Linked DNA regions of Sus scrofa: region 1 is linked to region 2. The links are chromatin contacts, called in public promoter capture Hi-C maps. All regions are on one chromosome and are shown on one strand. Each heading gives the region's core, a stretch centred on a gene start, on an enhancer-like site or on the middle of the called end of the contact. The rest is flanking DNA. Distances are from core to core; before and after follow the strand shown.

Evidence for each region. Promoter capture Hi-C pulls out the DNA fragments that hold promoters and counts their contacts.
Region 1: a promoter capture Hi-C map of fetal skeletal muscle shows a contact between it and region 2, with 5 times the contacts expected there. The contact joins the promoter of LOC110261664 here to the promoter of HFE in region 2. A contact is called at or near these places in 1 of 5 promoter capture datasets (fetal skeletal muscle), 1 of 47 Hi-C or Micro-C datasets (embryonic fibroblasts) and 1 of 2 datasets of contacts at active chromatin or transcription factors (skeletal muscle).

The regions. Positions count from the first base shown.
Region 1 is chr7:21,630,685-21,637,749 of Sscrofa11.1, reverse strand. LOC110261664 (histone H3.1) reads left to right here and starts at 5,283. Exons shown (of 1, transcript XM_021099837.1): 1 at 5,283-5,789. The coding sequence starts at 5,324. The coding sequence ends at 5,734. It overlaps LOC100622387 (histone H2A type 1), which reads left to right and starts at 3,811. Exons shown (of 1, transcript XM_003356570.4): 1 at 3,811-4,883. The coding sequence starts at 3,852. The coding sequence ends at 4,244. It also overlaps the pseudogene LOC100513549.
Region 2 is chr7:20,756,202-20,763,399 of Sscrofa11.1, reverse strand. HFE (hereditary hemochromatosis protein) reads right to left here and starts at 4,796. Exons shown (of 5, transcript XM_021098424.1): 1 at 4,357-4,796; 2 at 324-587; 3 at 1-154. The coding sequence starts at 4,432.

The DNA of each region.
Region 1 (7,065 bases), core at 4,034-6,533, 870 kb before region 2:
CATTTTCTGCCATTCCCACTGGTCCTCTTAATTTGCACACGTTAGCTGGCACTTATCAACAACCTTGTGCTGTGGTTGTTTGTAGAGCATATTAAGAGAACATGAAACATGCTATTAAAACTGGGAAGATGAAATACAGCATCAGAAGTCTTTGTGCTTCAAGAAAAATAGCAAAGAGCACACTGCAGCCAGTTCTGTTTTTACCTGCTCTGTCCTCATGAGCATTGGACCCCTAACCTCTAGGTTAGGGAACATCACAACCATCTCTTTAGCTGCTGTTAAAGCTGAATGTAGACATTTTATGAAAGACAATTTGAATAGAAGGATCAGTCAAATTATGGGAAAAAAAAAAAAGGCCTTAAATGATGTTGTGGACTGAATTGCGTTCCCTCAAAATTCATTTGTTTCAGCCCTAAACCCACTGTAACTCTGGAGATAGGGCCTTTAAAAAGGTAATTAAGGTTAAGTGAGATCATAAGGGTAGGGTCCTAATCCAATGACACTGGTATCTGTAAGAGGAAAAGACTCCAGGGGAACAGATGCACAGAAAAAAGACAATGTGAGGACACAGCAAGAGAGCCATCTGTAAGCCAAGGAGGAAACCAATCCTGCCAACACCTTGGACTTCTGGCCTCCAGAAGTTTGAAAAAATAAACTTTTGTTAAGATACCCAGTGTGTGGTATTTTGTTGTGGCCGTCCTAGAAAACTAACACAAGCATTTTTTTGTGTGGCCACACCTTTGGCATGCAGAGGTTCCCGGGCTAGGGATGGACCCCCAAGCCACAGCAGTAACCAGAGCCACAGCAGTGACAATGCCAGGTCCTTAGCCACTGAGCCACTAGGAAACTCCCAAGCATTTTAATAAGATTTATTTTTTGGACTTAGGCAATAGAAACTATCAGGGCAGGACTAAGAGACAAAAACATTTAGAAAGGAAAGAAAAAGTCCACCTGCAAAGAGGTCAAGAGTCAGACTTTGGAAATCAGATTGTTATGATCATTATACAACTACAGATGTGATAAATTCATTTGAGTAAAAAAAAAATTTTAAAAAAAGTCAGACTTTGGGGAAAACACACACACATACACACAACTATTTGAAATGGTGAAGAGCAGTTGTGTTTGTGTGTGTTGGGGGGGGGAGGTACAAAATGGCTGAGGTTAGCAGGTGTACATTGACCTGTTCATGGTGGAAAAACTGTAACTTAATCACATGATAATCATAATTTCAAGTCCTGACGCAGCTTCAAAGAATGGTCTAGCAAAAGTCATTTTTTCATTAGGCATTTAGGTTTACATAAAACATTCAAGTTTTTATTACTTCGAGGACCAGAACTAGTGTGAGCATAACCCTATTTTTTTTATTTATTTTAAGGTATAGAGCATTTTGATTTTTGACTCCTTTTTATTTGGACAGCTCTGACCAGACCACAAAACAATACCTCTCTCCATCTCTCACATACACACAAGTAACTCTTGAAGAAACTAACTTAAATCCAGTGGTTAAAGGGAGACAGAAATGATTACTCTGCTTATCCCAACTCAGGGTCACTAAAAACTTGAAGTTAGAATGCATTTCAGTTGGATCTGGAAAACATAACGCCTTGGTGCGGTCCTTCTGTATTCTTGCCACAAGATGGCAGAAGAGGGCAATGCTTCTTATTTCACCCACCCAAGTTAATTCTTCCTCAGATCTCTTAACAGTTAAAAAACATAAAACAAACAAACATACAAACAAAAACAAAACAAAACACCTATCTCGGAAAGAGACTAAATAATAAAAAGAGGGGATGAATATGATGCCAATGAGTTCAGCATGAAATTAGGGGATTGCTTTCCACCAAGTAGGGTATCTTGTCAGTGGGTTCTTTTGCCGGCACCCAAGGCCTAATGTCAGAGGTGCAGAAACTGGGAACAGAGTCTCATTTTAGCGGAGTGAGTAACAACGCATATATTTTTCACAATCCATTAACCTGTTGGCATGACTTCCGGGAGGCTTGTTACCTGGGACAGGGATAAACTGTTCCTCTGAGATAGAGTCTAAACCCACAACTTTAAGGGAAGTGACAATAGGGAAAGACAGGAAATGTTGCAGCCTGGAGTAGGGTGTGAATGTAGGAGCTTGTTACTTGCTGTTAGTGGGGAAAATATATATATATATATTTACAATAGCAATCATTTTCTGGTGAGAGGGGATGACAGGGCAGCAGAGAATGTTAATGCTTTGAACTGCAAAAAAGAATTTAGGCACTATTGAAAGATTCAGGGAAGTGGGGAAGTGAAGGACTTTTGATCATGCCTTGAAAGATTCCATTTCCTAATATTCCTAGCTAGCCCATGCTAGTATACAATCTTCTCTTAAATACTGAGTTCTCCGCCTTCTATGGCAGGATTTTTAATCGTTGACTCAAAGCACCGTTAGAAAATTGTTCTCCCAGCCTAGCGAGTCCTGGCCTACCTCCCTTCCAGCGTCTCCTGATGAAACACTGGAAGAACGCGCTTTCCCAAGTTGCCGAGTTCCTTGTTCAACATTTTACCCTTAAGGAACTTACTTCCCTGATCTTTGTTCCCGTTGCACTTTGCATTATATCGTTTCAATTCACCTAGAATCTCCATAGACAGGGCTAATGTCACAGTACCAATTCGGTAGTGGATGGGAACCAGACACAGAACACGGAACCGTTCATTTTCACCCTTATGACTCTTGGCTCCAGAGCCTGGTGCATTCCATTCCCTCAGTAGAAGCAAGGTAAGATTTTACTTTCTAAAGAATCTCTTCAAAACTCACAACCCCGATAGTAGACAATCTAGCCAATCACAGCCCATGGCGGGCTTTTCAAACAGTGCTGCTGCCCAATCAGAGACGGGGGGACGTTACTTTCCTTGAAAAGTGTAAACAAACGCGAAATTTTGGCTTTTGTAAGAGGACAAAACAGAATATCTTTTTCAAAGGGCGTCGAAGAACCCATTCCAAATTTGCATGACACTGAGCCCAAATGCTTAGCCAAGACAGCTTCAGAGGAGGGCCCTTTAAATTTTTACCCAGTTTTCCGCTCCCAAACCGGCCCCTTACTCTTGCAAGAGAAACTATAGGCAAATGCACCAGCACCACCTGTTTCTCTGAAAGGGTAGGTGGCTCTGAAAAGAGCCTTTGGGTCGGCCATGGGTGGCTCACTTGGCACTGGTGTACTTGCTGACAGGCTTGGCGCCCTCAGACACAGCATGTTTGGCCATCTCCCCGGGAAGCAGCTGGCGCACGTCCATCTAGATGCCCGAGAACGTAATGGTCGAGCGATTTTTGTAATGCGCCAGGCGCGATGCCTCGCCCGTGATGCGCTCGACGATGTCGTTAACGAAAGAGTTCATGATGCCCACGGCCTGTGTCCGGGTAGACCTGCTTCAGCACCTTGTACACGTACACTGAGTAGCTCTCCTTGCGGCTGCGCCTGCGCTTCTTGCCGTCCTTCTTCTGCGCCTGGTCACCGCCTTCTTGGAGCCCTTCTTGGAGCTGGGGCAGATTTAGCTGGCTCAGGCATGGTAAAGAAAAAACCCTTGAGAAACAATAAATGAGGACAAGGACGGTCGAATCCTTTTTACCTACAAATCCGCAGGCAAACGCGATGCAGTAAAGTTCTAGGTCTGATTGGCCAAAACTAGTGATGACGTTATGTGAATATTGTCCAATAAGAACACTCATTATTAGGAAGCGCTTTTTTTTTTCTTGTTTAAAAATGGGATTGCAATCTTAGCCAATGGAAATGCGGATTTTTCGCTCCCAGTTGCAGCTATAAATTGTGAGTTTCTCTTCTTGCTCCTTAGTTACTACTGGTGTAGATTCTGGTTGCTACATCATGTCCGGACGTGGGAAACAAGGAGGTAAAGCTCGCGCCAAGGCCAAGACCCGCTCCTCGCGAGCCGGGCTCCAGTTCCCGGTGGGCCGAGTGCACCGCCTGCTCCGCAAGGGCAACTATGCCGAGCGGGTTGGAGCTGGGGCGCCGGTGTACTTGGCGGCGGTGCTGGAGTACCTGACGGCCGAGATCCTGGAGCTGGCGGGCAACGCGGCTCGCGATAACAAGAAGACGCGCATCATCCCGCGCCACTTGCAGCTGGCCATCCGCAACGACGAGGAGCTCAACAAGCTGCTGGGCAAAGTCACCATCGCTCAGGGCGGCGTCCTGCCCAACATCCAGGCGGTGCTGCTGCCCAAGAAGACCGAGAGCCACCACAAGGCCAAGGGCAAATAAGGCCTTAATTCATACTTCAACCTCAAAGAACAAAGGCTCTTTTCAGAGCCGCCCACCATTTCTGTGGAAGAACTGAGCACTTTTGTAAAACCTGCCACGAATACCTGGTTAAGTTTACAATATGTAAAAAACGTAGTTTTCCTTTGGAACTGACCAGGCACGTGTTGACTTTTAAGGTAGAGGCCTGTTTGAAGTTTACTCAATTGCAAACCCATGAACTCACCCGCCTTTATTGTCTCCCCGGGACGCATTTGGGGTGATTACTTGCTCCAGCAAATGTACTAAACCATTTTTAAAATTTGTCTCACTGGAACCCAGTGGTCCATTGGCCAACTAAAACTCCACACTCAAAAGCTCTTTTCGAAAGAGCATTTATAGGAAAACACCTAATCACTAGTCAGTGTAAACCTCTCTTCCCTCAGGCCTGCTGATAAGTACACAATTTACATGTTAAAGTCCAATCAGCCGTTTAATTGCATCACAACCCATTAATGAGTTGAGATAATCACTAGTATTTAGTCAAGCCCACATCAAGTATCCTCCCTTCCCTACACAACGCTGTAGCCCAGTTCTGTGTTCAGGTGCGAGAGTGTATATTGACTTTACTTTGAATTATTTGGTACATTCATTAAAAACAGATTTTGATGTAGTGAAATGGAACTACTTTTTAGAGAAAATGATGAATACATTATTCTGCTCTAATTTTCTCCCATATCAATCTGTAAGGGGGGGGTCTCCACTGAAAATGCATTTCTTTTATAAAAATTTAGGCGCTGACCGCCACAAATTGTGGATCAAATTCCCTTTCTCCTCTGGTGAAATCTTAACGTTTGGGTCGAAAACCGTAAACTCAGACAGGAGAGTACAGCTATAATTCCTTACTGTAAAAATAGAAAGTTAAAAACATTACGGAAAGTAAAACCTTTTTAGAGGCAGTAAGAACCAAACGAAGATTGGACCAAAAACCAATCAGGTTACTCCTGCAACAGTTCTGACCAATCAGGATTGGATCATGACTATAAAGTCTGGTCCTGGCATCAGTTCTCCATTGCTTCTTTCGCGGCGTCAGATCTCTCTCTATGGCTCGTACCAAGCAGACCGCTCGCAAGTCCACCGGCGGCAAGGCGCCGCGCAAGCAGCTGGCCACCAAGGCGGCCCGCAAGAGCGCGCCCGCCACCGGCGGCGTGAAGAAGCCGCACCGCTACCGGCCCGGCACGGTGGCCCTGCGCGAGATCCGGCGCTACCAGAAGTCCACGGAGCTGCTGATCCGCAAGCTGCCGTTCCAGCGGCTGGTGCGCGAGATCGCGCAGGACTTCAAGACGGACCTGCGCTTCCAGAGCTCGGCCGTGATGGCGCTGCAGGAGGCGTGCGAGGCCTACCTGGTGGGGCTCTTCGAGGACACCAACCTGTGCGCCATCCACGCCAAGCGCGTCACCATCATGCCCAAGGACATCCAGCTGGCTCGCCGCATCCGCGGGGAGAGGGCGTAAAGTTGTCCTTCCTAATTTGCCTTGGACGTATTCGCTTTCTCCCTCCCAAAAGGCTCTTTTAAGAGCCACTTTCTGTTCTCACTGAGAGTGGCTGTTACGCTTGCTTCGGTCTTTAGTAAATGGGGGATGGGGTGAGGAAAGGTTTCTAACGCGAGATTCGCCGTTTTTTGTCACTCAAACTAGGCTAAGTATTTGCCAAGGCAATATAATACCATGATTCCTTTACTATTCAAAGATAAAATTTAAAAGTCTTGAAAATTTAAAGGCAACAGTGTTTGCTTGTACCCTGAAAAATCGAGCTAAGGATTTCACAAAGTGTTGCTAAGTTTGGCCTCTCTTCACCGGTGCCAAGTAGAAAGGCGGAGAAAGTTTTGGGTGAAGAAGAAATAGCTTTTAAGATTTTACCAGGCAAAGAAGGCCACAGCAAGCTATTGCCCTAAAGACTGCCCTCCCTTGGGGAAGAATTGCTGAGGGTTTTATAGACTCTAAGGAGAAAAACAGGGTTTCAGAAAGGAATCAGGATTGGGGCAAACAGGTGTACTTTCTTTGGGGGAATCTTTGTGACCATAACAGAACCTGGCATCAGGAGATCTTGACAAGATCCTGGTGCAATACTTGCAAAAAGGGCATATATTAATCAGGGATTAAAGCAAATTAGGAAAGTTCCTGAAATACATCACGTGCTAATAATCTTCAGCCACAGGCAATTGTGCTCAGGGTACCTAATCTTTGCTTACAGGTGATTGTATTTAGGGTGCAATACAATGAGGGAGAAGCACAAGGAAGGGCTCCAAGCTGTTCAGTTTTAAAGTCTTCATTTCTAAAAGAAGTATAAGGAATATAATTTTCTCTTAGGTGTATAAGATGCCTCCAGCGTTATGTGTATCCCTTGAGAGGGAACCAGGACTCCACCAAGGCTGTGCTGTTGTTGCTTGACTGGCTCCCTTGTCTTTGCATCCCGTTTCTTCCCTGATCAGCAATGGTCTGAACCTGCCCCCTTGGAATTAAAGGAAGGCCAGGGAGGCTGAATGAGGCCCATTTCCTAAAAACAAGAAATGGGGGACATGGAAAAGCTTTTGTGCCCAGGAGCCCCAAAGCGCTCCATTACAAAAGGAATCAGTCAACAGAAAAGGAACTAGGCCAACTAGGTAAACTGGGATTCAGAGCATAGATTATTAAGTCTCTCCCCTATTTAGGATGTAGAAAGTCAGGGAGCTGAGTTCTTGTTCACTTTTGTTCTCCAATGTATCTTCCAGCACATGGAAAAATAGGCACCATTCATGTTTTAATCAGTTATTGATTTGAACTGTCCATTATCCCAGGAGGGACAG
Region 2 (7,198 bases), core at 3,547-6,046:
GCCCCCCAGTCCAGCGTCTCAGGGTGGAACTCCAGGTGGTCCTGCCCATCGTACCCATACTTCCAGAACCCTCTGGTGCTGTTGTCCGCTTGCACTTCACAGCCCAGGATCACCTGCAGGGTGTGGGACTCTGGCAACACTCCCAGCTTCGTTACTGAAACCAAAGGAGCAGGTCCTGTTTCCACTGTGATGGGACTGAATGACCTCAGGAAGCAAAGTCCAGCCCTCTTCCCTGCACCCCCCACCCCAAAGCTCTCAAGCTCCTGGCCCTCTGATGCCTCCCCCCAGAACAAGGAGACAAGGCGAGGCCCCACTCCACGTACTCTTGCTGTAGTTGTGGTTGTCCATGATGGTCCAGAAGTCCACGGTGAACATGTGATCCCACCCTTTCAGGCTCTGGCTTAGCTGCAGCCACAGTTGGTTGGAGGCCTTACCCGAGAGCCAGGGGGCGCGAGGCTCTGCACGGCGACTCTCGTGATTGTAGGACACAAACAGCTGGTCGTCCACGTAGCCCAAGGCCTCAAACAGGGGCAGCCCGAGATCTGGCTCCGAGGCGCCCATGAAGAGGAAGAGCAGGGAGTGTGGCCCTGGGGAGAGGGTGATAGGCCTTCTCTGTGGGTCAAGAGGGGCTGAGAGGCAGAGCCTCCACATGTCTTCTTCCTATTTTTTTTGCTTTTTAAGGCTGCACCTGCCACGTATGGAAGTTCTCAGGTTAGGGTAATTGGGGCTGTAGCCACTGGCCTGCACCAGAGCCACGCTGGAACTGAGCCACATCTGTGACCTACACTACAGCTCACAGCAACATCAGATCCTTAACCCACTGAGCATGGCGAGGGATGGAACCTGTGTCCTTATGGATGCTAGTCCAGTTCATAACCTGCTGAGCCATGATGGGAACTCTGTCTCCACATCTTCTGAATTAACTCATGCCAGCTGTGTCTGGTCCCACCCTGTGAAAGTGAGCGCTGGTGCCTGCCTCCCCTCCCCAGGGCTGGCCATCTGCTCTCTTCTCTGTCCATCCTGTGTGGATGCCCCCCCCCCCACTGCCCACCTCATCCCTGTAGCCCCCAGCCTCAGTCCCAGTGCTCACGTAATCTCCCCTGGAGGCAATGGATTCTAGAAAATCCCATCATGTGTCTCTCTAGGGCAGTTGAGCTCAGGAGTTGGTGCTCAGAGCTACTTAGATCCAAGTCCAAAGGAATTACTGTTGGTTTTTTTCCCTCTATTTTCATCTCTAAACCTTTTCCTTTGTATAGGCAGACCTCATTTTATTGCAGTTTGCAGATCATGTATATTTCACAAATTGAAGGTTTGTGGCAACCCTACCTCAAGCAAGTCTATTGCTATCATCTTTCCAACTGCCTTTGCTCACTTTGTGTCTCTGTGTCAGAGTTTGGTAATTCTTGCAAGATTTACAACTTTTCATTATTATTTTTTGGCCACTCTCATGGCATGCAGATGTTCCTGGGCTAGGGATTGAACCTGAGCTATAGAAGTGAAAACACAAAATCCTTAACCACCAGGCCACCAGGGAGCTCCTACCCAACTTTTTCATTATTATTAAATTTGTTATGGTGGTCTCTGATCACTGATCTCCGATGTTTCTATTATAAAAAGATTACAATTCTCTGAACGCTCAGATGATGGTTAGCAATTTTTAGCAATAAAGTATCTTTTACTTAAGATATGTCCATTGTTTTTGAAGTTCTCCTGTGGCACAGTGGGTTAAAGATCCCACATTGTCACTGCAGTAGCTCTGGTCACCGCTACGACACAAGTTCACAAGTTCAGTCCCTGGCCTGGAAACTTCCACATACAAAGCCAAAAAAAAAAAAAAAAAAAAAAAAAAAAAAAAGGTTATGTACTCTGTTTTCATCCACAATGCTACCTAAACTGTCTGGCATGTAGTAGGTGCTTAATATCTACTTGTTAGATGAATAAATGTTGACTTTTAGATTTTTGTCTCTGGCCCGAATTCTAGATTCACACACTCCAACTGCTTAACTGCCTATGTGATACCACCAGTTGGATAATCTCAAACTTACCAAGTTCAAACCCAGACTCTTGATTTCCCTCAGACTGCTTTTTATTCTGCCTTCACCATCTCAGCAATAGCATCATCTATCACCCCATTGCTTGGGCCGATAAAAATAAATACAGTAAAATAAAGTAATTAAATAATAGAATCACCTTCGACGTCTCTCCTTCTATCACGCGATCCTTTTAGATCCTTCAGCAACTTCCTTCAAAACGTATCCAGAATACAAGCATTTCTCACCACCACCTCTGCTCCCATCTGGCCCAGTCCATCATTTCCTGTCTGTCTGCTCACCCTGTTTTTATTGCTGCTCCCTTCACTCTACTTTCCCCAAAGCAGCCAGAGCAATCTTTTCAACAGCCATGCCAGCGATGTCACTCCCTGGTCAGAATGGCACTGCCGCCTGTGGGACCCCTGGGGACTTGCCTGAGGCTCCTGTGCTGAGCCCATCACCTGTTCTTGGCCTCCGCCCCTCCACCCCTAACTCCGCTGCACCTGTGCTCTTGCTCTTCTTCGTCTGGTGATTCTTAACCCGGATAGCTCATCTCCTGGGGGACATTTGACAATGTCTGGAGACATTTTTGGTTTTCATAACTGAAGAGTATACTCACATCCAGTGAGTAAAGGACAGGGACACTGCTCAAGGTCCTACAATGCACATGACAGTCCTCACAACAAAAAAATATCAGTGGTGCTGAAGTTTCACATCCTTGCCTGGTGCTCCTGTCCTGTCCTGGAAGCGCTGCTCCCAGTCAGCATCACCCTTATTTCCTCCAGATCCCTGCTCCGAAGCCAGCCAGGGAGAGTGGCCTGCCCCACCTGCCTGCTTCACAGGTCTTCAGGGCACCCACTGCTACCTGATGCTCTATATCCTTTTGTTCCTTTGTGTATTGTCATCCCCTCCTTGCAAGCAAAACATCAGAGGACTCAGCTTCCTGCTCACTCCCCTGGATCCAGAAGATCACAGCGCATGGGTGATGCTTCTTCTTTGCTGGTGACTAGTGAATATTTCTGTTCATCAAATTGTACAATTCAACCTCTAAGGTAGTGTGTCTTTTAAGAATCACAGTTATGAAGTGGCCTCAAAGGCCAGAGTGACATTGAACAAAGTTACCGGTAAGCAGGTCTTATCTCATCCTAGTCATCTATAAAGTGTGGACACACATACTGCCTACCCTCCAAATGTGGTGCTGAGGCTACACAGTGTGTAAAGCATCCGGAGCCTTGCCAGACAACAGAGCAAACTCTGCCAGCTAAGGTTACAACCAGTGCTAATACTTCATTAACATCAGAAAAAGAGCCTGCTTACAGAATTTTTGTTACCTGGGCAAAGGATTTAACTTGAGGTCATTAGTGGTAAAATCAACACGTTAATAGCGCCAATCTCCCAAATGCAAAGTCAAGTCAAACAAGATCACTGACATGAAGGTGATTTAAAACTGAGGCATTCCCTACATGTTAATTGCCATCACTTTGGCATCTTTTAGTAAAGGCTGCCTAATTATCCAATACTGTTAACAGTGCAACTCAACAACCCCTTGGATGAAAAGGGGAACTGTTAGATTCAGTTCAAAAAGTTCAAAAATAACCGAGATGTCATTTTTCCAGGCAAACGAAGAATCAATCGCCAAGATTAAGGCTCTGGGCAATCTCCCTCCATAGCCTCCTACCTACCCCGCGGTGGCCTCCGCCCCTGGTCTCAGCAGAAGGGGTGGGGTCGGGGTAGGATTCAGATCCCCCCACAAGCCGCCACACACCCCCACTTGCCAGCACCAGTGTTTCTGAAGTGGAAAACCGGCTGTTTCTGCCGTGCGTCCTGTCAGCGCAAAGTCTCCAGCCCTTTGAGCCCGCCCGGGTGTGGAAACACCAAGGGGCGCTCGGGCCAAGGTCGCCCTGGGTGAGAAGAACTTCCTGTTTGGGGATGATCAGAAGGGAAACGACACAACCAACTACAGATACAAGAAAACCGAGACCCGACTCCAAGGACCCCTAATCTTAGCTCGGCCTCCAGCAGAAAAGATTTGCATCTAAAAGCGTCAAGGTCGGGGGAGGGAGTGGGTGGTTCCGAGTGTCACTTCTTAGAGCAGGGACTGCGGGCGGGCCGAGGGTGTGGGGGGAGGCGAGATGCGGGGGGCGAGGGGCCGGCCGGGAACCGCATCTGCACCCCCAGTGGCCGGTGTCCCCTCCGGGGAAAGTTGGGGGAGGGGCCTGCGCACCCGGCTGAGCAGTCGCTCCGAATTCAGCAAATTCCAAAGCCCCAAGAAAAGCTACTTTCGATTTTTCCGCGCCCCTCTCTGGCCCGCAGCCCCCGGACTCACGCGGCGCTCGCTCCTGCGTGGCCACGGTCCGCAGGAGGATCAGGAGCAGAAGCGCCGGCCGGGCTTGTGGGCCCATTTCCCGGCTCGGACCGCGCTTCCAGGTGCTTTTCGGCCGCTTGGCTGGGGCGGGGAAACCGAGGTGGCTCAAGAAGTCACCCTGGAGCCATTGCCAAGGCTGCGGGGATCCCAGATGAAACTTCCTGGGCAGTGAGATCCTTTTCCGGGGCCAGTGGGGAAAAGAAACGGATCGCCTGTACTTGAACTCTCTCTCCTGCAGCTCAGAGTACCTGCTTAGGAAACACTTGTGACCCAACTGTCCCTTTGGTTTTTATTTTTTTAGGCTGCGCCCACGGCATATAGGAATTCCCAGGACAGGGCTCGAACCTACTGCAGGTCAGTATCCAAGCCACTTCACTGCAGTGACAACTGTGGATCCTTAACCCACTGTGCACAAGAGAACTCCTCTCCCTCTACTTTTTATTTTTTATTTATTTTTTATTTATTTATTTTTGTCTTTTCTAGGGCCGCTCCGGCGGCACACGGAGGTTCCCAGGCTAGGGGTCCAATCAGAGCCGCAGCTGCCGGCCTGCGCCAGCCCACAGCAAAGCGGGATCCGAGCCCTGTCTGCGACCCACACCACAGCTTAAGGCAATGCGGGATCCCCAACCCACTGAGCAAGGCCAGGGATCAAACCTGCAACCCCATGGTTCCTAGTCGGACTCGTTAACCACTGAGCCACGACGGGAACTCCTTTAAATGCAGAGATGTTGCTGATTGGGGGAGGTATATTTAATGATTTCCTGATTTAAATATTTAATATCTAAATATTGAATAACTTGAAAATTCATTATGCATTTTCAAAAAGTCTAGGTTCACCTTGCCAATCTTGTTATTCAATTTAGATATATCTATGCATATGCGTATGTCTATATCTATATGTGTGTCTATATCTACACAAAGCCTTTCTCTTCCCTGGAAGAGCTCTTTCCCCTTTCTCCTTTTTGTCATTCCTTTAAACTCTTCCTAAGCAGTGAGCATAGTGACCTTGCTCTTTCATGTTGAACGCTATTGCCTGGTATAAATACTCACTCAATAAATTTGTGTGGATAGAATAAATGAGTGACAAAGTGTTCGAGATTAGATTGTGAAGCCAACTGCAACCCACTTAGAAAGACTTCCTGGCTCTCTATGTTACCAGGAAACCTGGTACACACTTTTTAGGCACTACCTTCAGCAACAAAAGGGAAATAAAAGACATTCTCAGAAATAAAAGGGAAATAAAAAAATGTAGATAGAGAAGGAAAACAACAAGATTTTTTTCGCTAGCAGACTAAAGAAAGTTCTTGAAACAGAAAAGAAAGGAAGAATGAACAATGAAATGACCAGAAATTTGGATAAACACCATAGATTATCTTTCTCATGAGTTCTCTAAATTGTATTTGATGATGGAAATAAAAATTAAACATCATTTGATGTTCAAGACAAAATAGGAGAGATAAAGTGTTCTAGATGGAAATGGACTATCCATGATTCACTCAAGGGGATAAAACCTAGATCTTAGTAGAATATGACACGTCAAATACATTGTAAGACCCAGGGTAACCACTGAGAAAATCATACAAAGCAATTTACTCAAATATAGAATACATAAATCAAGATGGAATTATCTAAAAAAAAAAAAGGTTCAAGTAATTCATAGAAAAGAAAATAAAACAGAGAAACAAAGTAAAACAAAAGAGAAGACAAAAAACAAATACTTAAATGGTAGAAAAAGCCTAACATGTCAAAAATGTAAATGATCTCAATAGCTAAATTAAAAGCAGAGACTGGAAGAGTGGATTAAAAATCCTAGAATCTGAATTTTTTTTCTATCTTCTAACCAAATCTGCATTTGCAATCTTAGGAAATGTCTCTGCCATTTACTTCAGGGCTGAGGCCAAACTATCTTAAGGTACTGTTGGTATCTCTTCTACAAGAATGTAAGTTCTGTGCAAGCTTTTGTCGGATTCATAGGCATAGTTATTGCTATGGATTGAATTGTGCCCTCTTAAAAAAAAAATGCATTGGAGTATAATCCCTAGTACCTCTGAATGTGATCTTATTTGGAGATAGGGTTTTTATAGAGGTCATCAAGTTAAAATGATGCCAATAGGGTGGACTCCAAACCAATGTGACTGTTGTCCACATAAAAGAGGGAAGTGTAGATAGAGATAGACAGGCATAGAGGGAAAATATGAAGAGTGATGGGAAAAGATGGGCGTCCACAAGTTAGGAAATGTCCGAAGCTACAAGAGAGAGATCTGGAAGAACTCTCTTCCTTTTCTCTTTCCTTTAAACTCCTTCTAGAGTTCTCTTGTGGCTCAGTGGATTAAGGATCCAGTGTTGTCATTGCAGTGGCTTGGGTCTTGGCTGTGGCGCAGGTTCAATCCCTGGTCCAGGAACTTTCACATGCCAGGGGCGCGGACAAAAAAAAGACAGAACCAGAAACAATACATTCCTCCTAAACAATGAGCTTAGTGACCTTGTACTGTTTTTTGGAGCACTCTTGCCAGGTATAGGTACCCATTCAAATCCTTGCCTCACAAAGAACCAAACGTGTCAACATCTTGACTTCAGACTTCCATCCTCCAAAACTATGAGACAAGACATTTCTGTTGGTTAAGCCACACAATTTGTGGTACTTGGTTACAGCAGCCCTTGGAAACTAATACATTTATAGTACTTGGCTCAGTGTATTATATACAGTAGACACAATAAAAAATTGTTGAAATAAGAAATGATGGGAATTAGAAGCCAGGGTGTTGGTATTCTGGGAGACAAATGTGGAAAGGGACTGGGAGAA